Regions from separate parts of the Ovis aries genome. Here region 2 is linked to region 1. A link is a contact called in public Hi-C data. All regions are on one chromosome and are shown on one strand. Each heading gives the region's core, a stretch centred on a gene start, on an enhancer-like site or on the middle of the called end of the contact. The rest is flanking DNA. Distances are from core to core; before and after follow the strand shown. Region 1 has its middle 2.9 kb from the start of C2CD2. Region 2 overlaps UMODL1 (uromodulin like 1).

Region 1 (3,517 bases), core at 379-2,878:
AATGCCACCGGGCTGCAAGCTCCCTGCATCCCTGCCCACCCCCACCCCCTGCCGTAGGCACAACAGGAAACGGCCCCCAACCCCCAGCCTCCGACTGTGGAAATGACTAAGTCGTGCCAATGGAGCCTAGGAGATGGGGTCAAATGTCCCCGCAGACCCCCACAGCTGAGGGCACAGAGCCAAGTCTTAAAAGCATTTCACTAAGAAGGAATTCTCGGAATGTCTTCTGTCAAACACAGAGGAAGAAGCTGCACGTTTGCATTTCCAAGTGGCCCATCACAGCCCTACTGGGGCCCAGGGTGCCCATCCGTCAGTACGTCTGTCCATCGGGGAGTGCGAGCACAAGTTGATACTTTAAGCCATTGTCATTATCACCCTCAAGCAAACTGCTACAGGGTGAAGGAGAAGCGTCCCCACCAAGTCAGAGACAAACTAGAAGCTTACTAAATTTGTCCCTTTCCTCTTCTGGAAACTTAAGATAATTAGGCGGAAATTTAGTGACATTTTTAGTAAGTACTTAATCCCACTTTTTTGTTAAGTGTTTTTAAAAGACCATAAGAATATCTGGTTCAATGGTGAGGAGCACTTTCCAGTGTTAATAACTTTGTGTGTAGTTATGAAACATATATGACACTAGACATACTATTTTAAAAAGTAACATCATGCTCACAGAGCCTCCTGGGCTTGGTAGACGGAGACATTAGAACAGCAGCATGGAAACACAGATGAGCCGCCAAAGGGGACAACGAAGGCTCTCCTCTGCTTCTTGTGCGCAAGCTCACAGCCCGTTGCTGCAGAGCGTTGTCTGGGCAGGCCTTCGAAACACAGTGTCTGCTGTTTCCTCTCTGCTGCTCTGGGACCCACATGGTCCAAGGCTCAGAGTCAGGCCTTTCTGGAGAATTCCAGGCAGGTGGCTGCCTCTGGCGGCCCAGTAGGTTGAGGTGTAGATGGTTTTCCTTGGGCCTACTGGGTGGGGCACAATGGCCAACAAGCACCCATGAGCCCCACCCCTGCACCCAGACCCCTATACCCCCCACCCCACTTGCTCACAGAAACTCAGTTCTGGGGCTCGGAGGATTCAAAGCACAGTGGTTTCCTTTGAGGTGGGGTTAACAGCAGCAAGCCACTGCTGCAGAGTGTTATGGTCCCTGACCCATCGGGAGGTTTGAGGGGGTGACAGCAAAGTTCCTTCCTGGGTAGAGCTATGGCCTGGTCCCTTGGGTTGAAGGGCTGCAGGATTAAGGACTGTCATCACACGTCAGGGGAATGCTGCTCTCCCTAGAGACTGAGCCTCCAGTATCCTCCACACACTGGATGGACGGGACCAGGTGACAGAGCAGAAGTGAAGGGAGTCTGCTCTCTTTCCTCGGTTTACAAGAAGAGTTTTAGTTCCTATTGCACATTTTGGCCAGCTGTGTGTTCCTGTGAGCTTGTGATATCCCTTCTTTTCTTCACTTTGCTTCTACACAGAAGCAATTCAATATTTATATGTTTATCTTCCCTTTGAAAACACTTAGAGCATGTGATGAATTCCACACCGGGGTGGTTGTTAGTTTACAGTGTGTGACAAGCCTCTAAATGAGCCAATAGGGGTAGCGTGCCCCAGAGATATGGCAGCAGAGGAATGAGACTGGTTCCACCAGTCACACGGGGTGGGGACGGCCGTCTCCTACCTGCCACCCAGCCAGTGCACAAGTGCACACCTGTACTCTCCATGGAACAGGGAGACGGAGAGCCCGGGGTACCCAGTTGTCCCAGTTATTCTGGTAAGGGGGCCAGCCTAACTTGGATTATTGAACTGCATAGGTCTGGCTACAGATCAGAAAGTAATTAGACATTTCTGCCAAATAAGAAGAGATTTCTGAGAAAAGAAAAGCAATTCTCAACCCTTTCCTGTGTGGGGGTGAGGGGTGAGCTACAGTTTAAGGGATTGATAACTTGCTGGAAACTGATAGGATCACGGCATTTCCGCTTTTAGAAGGTCAGACCTGATATCAGACCAACTGAGGAAGGGCTGGTTCTCCTTGGCTCCGGCTCACCTGGGCCATTTGATGAATTCCCTTACCTGCCAGCTTCCAGTCCTGTCTCCCACTAGGGCTCTCAGTCCACCTACCTCCCAGTTCCTACCTCCTTCTCAAAGAAAGCGGCTTCCCTGATGGCTCAGATGGTAAAGAGTTTGCCTGCAGTGTGGGAGACTTGGGTTCGATCCCTGGGTGGGGAAGATCTGGAGAAGGAAATGGCAACCCCACTCCAGTATTCTTGCCTGGAAAACCCCAGGGATGGAGGAGCCGGGCAGGCCCAGTCCATGGGGGTCACAAAGAGTTGGACACGACTGAGTGACTTTACGCTCAAAGAAAATCAGGCCCTTGAGTGTAAACTCCTTGGCTGCTCTCACCACATCAAACTTACTCTATAAACAACGAGGTCCTACTCTATAGCACGGGGATCTATATTCATGATCCTGAAATACTGCAATGGAAAAGGATATGAAAAAGAATGTATATATCGATGAGTCACTTTGCTGTACAGCAGGCATTAACACACCATTGTAGATCAACTATACTTCAATTTTGTTGTTGTTGTTGAGTTGCTAAGTCACGTCAGACTCTTTGCAATCCCATGGACTGTAGCCCATCAGGCTCCTCTGACTACGGGATTCTCCAGGCACGAATACTGGAGTGGGTTGCCATTTCTTCCTCCAGGGGATCTTCCCTACCCAGGGATCAAACTCAGGTCTCCTGTGTCTCCTGCATTGGCAGGTGGGTTCTTTACCACTGAGCCACCTGGGAAGCCCGTACTTCAGTAAAATTAAAACAAAAAACACAGAAACCTCATCCACCCTCATCTCTTTGCCTCCAGTCTCTAAGCCAGAAATGTCCTCTTCTGTGGCGGCCCATTCTCCCCCATGCCATGCACCAGGCCTGTGTTAAACCCTTCTTGTAGACCCTTGGGATCCCCTTCTAATTGGTCTCTCTGCCCTCTCCCACTTTCTTCCAGTCTAGTCCCACGTGTTGCTAGGCGTGATCTTTGTAAAATTCAATTTTTCCACTCTGCTTAAGACAGGTTGTTGCTTCTCCTTTTCTGTGGCACAATCTATTATCCATAACTCAGGTGCTCCAGGTGCAGCCTCTGCCCCACCTCCTACCCCCCTGCAACCCTCACACCATCCCACTCACATTCTATGCCTTGGGGTACTGAGCCACATGCGGGCCTCAGGGCCTTTGCACATGCACACTTCTTCAAATACCATTACACCAAGCTCGCCCTTTCCAGCCAGCACCTCAGCCTTGTCTCTAATATTTGGCATCCAGGGCAGATCTGTCATAGCATCTGTCTGTGGTTCTCTTTGCTCTACTGTCTCCAGGATTTGTGCATAATAGTTGTCAATAAATGCCACCAACCTCCCAGCCGGATCTAGAGCCTTATGTCCTTTGGCCAGACACTAGTCTGTCTTAGTAATCTCTCCCTGAGCCAGGTTGGAAAGGAAGGGTTGGGGAAGAATCAGCGAGGAACCTCT
Region 2 (3,920 bases), core at 727-3,226, 170 kb before region 1:
CCTCGAGCCACCAGAAGCCCTGAACCTTCTGGTCTGGGCAAAGTAGGCTGTTAAGTGAGCCCTGTAAATACCCACTGCCCCCAGCCCTGTAAATCCCCGCAAATCCTCCCGTCCTTTCTCAGCCAGGGCCAGCTTTAGGGAAAACTCATCAGGAGCATCCCACCCGCCTCCTTCTCCCGCCACCCCCTCCCCTCCCTTCTTCCGGGCCCCCTGGTCACCCCCAGCCCCACGTGTGGCCCTGCTGGAGGAAAGAATCTGATAGCTTTGGGCATGTTGACTCATGACTGATCAATAAGGTGCTACAAGGAGAGATAGCAGGATAAAACCTTAAGGAAAAAAGACAAACATATGTCACTTATATGGAAAACCTGAAAAAAAAAGGGGGGGTGCAAATGAACTTATTCACAAAACAGAGAGAGGGTCGCAAATGTAGAAAACCACCTTTTGGTTACAAGGGGAAAGAGGAAAGGGATAGACTGGGATTGACATGCGCAGTACACACCCTACTGTGTAATAAAATAGATAACTAATAAGGACCTACCGTATTGCACAGAGAAATCTGTGCAATCTATGTATATGTATTTCCAGCAGTTTTCCCAGTAGTCAGGTACAGATGTAATAGTTGGACCATAAAGAAGGCTGAGCCACAAAAATAAAAATTTAAAAAAAAAAAGAAGGCTGAGCCACGAAGACTTGATCCTTTTGAACTATAGCACTGGAAAAGACTCTTGAGAGTCCCTTGGACAGTAAGATCAAACCAGTCAGTCCTAAAGGAAATCAACCCTGAATCTCATTAGAAGGACTGATGCCGAAGGTGAAGCTCCAATACTTTGGTCACCTGATGTGAAGAGCCGATCCATTAGAAGAGCCCCTGATGCTGGGAAAGATTGAGGGCAGGAGGAGAAGGGGACGACAGAGGATAAGATGGTTGGATGGCGTCACCGACTCAATGGACATGGGTTTGAGCAAACTCTGGGAAAGAGTAAAGACAGGGAAGCCTGGCCAAGAGAGGTCGCAAAAGTTGGACACGACTTAGCTACTGAAGAACAACAAATGTGTATGTAAAACTAATTCACTTTGCTGTACACTGGAAACTAACACAACATTGTAAATCAACTATACTCCAATTTAAAAGTAAACAAAAATAAAATACTCAAGCTCTATCTCCTGGGAGGAGCCAGGTGGGGGAGCAGTCTTCCCCCAGCCCTGGAAATCCATCCTTCAGGTCTGGCTCTGTGGGTGACTGCCTGTCCCACCCCAACTCCAAGAAAACAAGTGGCTCTGAGCAGAGTCACCCTCTGTCATCAGAGGAAGCTGGGTACCTTGAGGGGGCTGAGGTTCCCCAGGAGGGATGGTCACCAGCCCTTTGCATAGGTTCCCCAAGAGCTGCAGAGCAGGTTCCCTGGCCAGGCTCCGGGTACCTGAGGAGCCTGGACTTGGCCGGGCTTTGAGTGAAAATAAGGCAGAAAAGGTTCAGTTTTGTGCAGAAAAAGCTCTGCAGCCGGGTGCTCAGAGGCCTGTTTTCTGGTTTTCAGTTTTGCTTCATCTGATCTTCACGGAAGACCAGCAGACTCATCAGCTGATGCAACAGTTACATGCCGACCCTGGGCTCCCCGCTGGCCCAGATCCCCTGGAGTGCTGCCCAGCCTGTAGCCTGCAGTGGCTCAAAGGTGCTGATGGTTCAGGCCAGGGCCAGAGCCAGGCCAGCTGGGGCAGACGACCACGAGGAGAGTGGAGGCCCCACTGAGACCTGAGTTCAATCCGCAGAGCTTCGGAGGTTATCGTGGGGAGGTGGTTCCCTGCTCACTCAGCCAGCACAGGGCTCAGGAGCAAGCCGAAGCAACTGTCTTGTACCAAAGCCTGGGGCCGTGCAGGTCTCAGCTTCAGGCCTGTGAGCCGTGGGAGCTGCCGAGCAGCCTTCGTGCCTCCTGGACCACCAGACGAGGATGCAGACAGGATCCCCTATGGGGCCTGCGCTCTGCTCCTGCCGGCAGGAAGCTGGGACAAGGGTGTGGCCCCCTGACTAGAGGAGGGGGAGGCCATGGGAGAGCTGCAACTCCCCACGTAACCCTCAGGAATGCGGCAGGGAGGCCCAAGGACAAGCCACCCCATCCCTGAAAACGCAGGCTCCTTGGGAGGCTCCCAGCTGTCTTGGAGGCCCAGGTGGCCTTTGGGGGTGAAGCCTGCCTGGCCAGAGCCCTCAGCCCTTCCTGGAGGCGGGCATCAGAGTCTCATTCAAGGAGGCAGGTAGGCACAGAGAACTGGGTTCTAACGGCAGCTGGTGCCAAAGGCAGCGCCACCGATGGTGGAGAAAGAGCCCCATCAGCAGGTCAGGGGGATGGTGAGAGTCCGGGGCCAGGCTGTCCTGCCCACGCCTTCTCCCACTGCCCGCAGGGGTGACAGGAAGGGCGCCTGCATCTGCGAGGCTGTCAGGAGCCCGTGGCCAATGGGAAGTTTTGGGGAGCGTGGCTGGGCCTGTCCTGAGCTCACAGGAGGAGGCGTTGCTGCCCGGGCACTGCAGTGACCCAGGCGACCCCTCACACTGAATGGTGCCACCGTCAGGGCCTTGTTGGGCCGAGGTCTGCACACAGCATGATGGCATGAAGGGGCCACGTGGACACACGTGGAGGCCCAGTGGGTCGTCTGCACTTGGAGCAGGTGAGCAGCACAGCCCTTTCTGAGCAGAGTTTTAGGAAGGGGTGGGGGGCAAAGGCTGGAGAGACAAGGGGAACAAGGGGAAGGAGGAGTGGGGAGGACTGATGGGGGACCATCCAGGCCCGAGAACGCTTCCAAAGTACGGAAGTAGGTCCTAGAGCAGCATTGCCCAGACGTGTTGGGTGATGCTGTCAGACGTGTGCCGGGCACCCGCTAACTGCCCCCCATCCCCCTCAGCACTCCCTCGTTTACCCACGAGGTGGGATGTGTCCTCGCCTTCCCATCTCCCAGATGAGTACACTGAGGCCCAGGAGGCAAAGTCCCTTGTACAGTGGCCCATGGCGAGCCAGCATCAGAGCTGGGATTCCACCACAGCCAGCCTCCCTCACTGGGCAGAGTGGACAGGATCTGAGAACCAGGGTGCTGCTTAACACTGGGCCTCCCTGCACATGTACACCACCCCAGAGGAAGACCAGGGCATGCAGCCACCCAGTGTCTTGGGGGGAACAGGCCTCAGGAAAGACATGAGGTGATAACAATATGACGGCCACGCTGCTGGGACTTGGTCATCTGCAAAAACTCTTCTTCCAAATACAGTCACATCTGAAGTTCTGTGTTCTCTTATCTTGCAGGATCACCATTCAACCCACAGCCTCACTTGACAAGGATATGGAGTAACCTAAGCCTTGGTGCTGGGAGGTATGGCTGGGAGGCACCTCGAGGAGGGCTGGATCTTCCAAAGACGGTGCAGATCTGCCTCAGGTGGGCCCTGGGGGATCTACACACAGGCTGCCTGGCGTCTGCCCAGCACTTGGCCTCTGAGCCCAGGCAGGCAGAGCTCATCATGTTAGAGAGGGCCGCCACCATGTCCATTCCCGTGGGGGTGAGTGACAAAGAGATGGCAGGCTAAGCAGGCAGTGTGCTCCAGGTGTGACACTCCAGCGGCACTTTCCCTGCCTTCTTGGGTTGGGGGAGGTTGAGACAGCAAGCCGGAAGGGACTGAGCTCACAGGAGCTGGCAGCACCCACTCCACTGAGGGGTCAGCCATGCCCAGACTGAGCCGCACACAGGCTTTTTGATGTAGAGACTGTGGTGCCCTCACATGTGAGGGAACTGCATCCCCAAGTGGACAGCAAAACCTTCCTGACGTGACAGCTCACTGTCTCTGTCATCTCTGTAGCTCTGTCTCTCCAAGTCCCTGTCTCTCCCCATCCAGGCCACCCTGGATCCCCTGCATCTCTCTCTCTGTCTCTCAGTTTCTCCGT

The links. Hi-C and Micro-C count contacts between places; a contact is called where the count stands out from the background.
Region 2: a contact with region 1 is called in a Hi-C map of mixed tissues, with 2.9 times the contacts expected there. The contact joins two enhancer-like sites. A contact is called at or near these places in 5 of 16 Hi-C or Micro-C datasets (blood, liver, mixed tissues and 1 more).

Annotation. Positions count from the first base shown.
Region 1 is chr1:262,884,277-262,887,793 of ARS-UI_Ramb_v3.0, reverse strand. No RefSeq gene overlaps it. Among named protein-coding and RNA genes, the nearest start is that of C2CD2, 2.9 kb to the right of the region's middle. Within about 2 kb of position 1,628, at least 9 of the 54 cell types and tissues checked have an H3K27ac peak or open chromatin away from gene starts, as enhancers often do.
Region 2 is chr1:263,050,462-263,054,381 of ARS-UI_Ramb_v3.0, reverse strand. All of the region lies in intron 10 of UMODL1 (uromodulin like 1), which reads right to left. Among named protein-coding and RNA genes, the nearest start is that of UMODL1, 43 kb to the right of the region's middle. Within about 2 kb of position 1,976, at least 3 of the 54 cell types and tissues checked have an H3K27ac peak or open chromatin away from gene starts, as enhancers often do.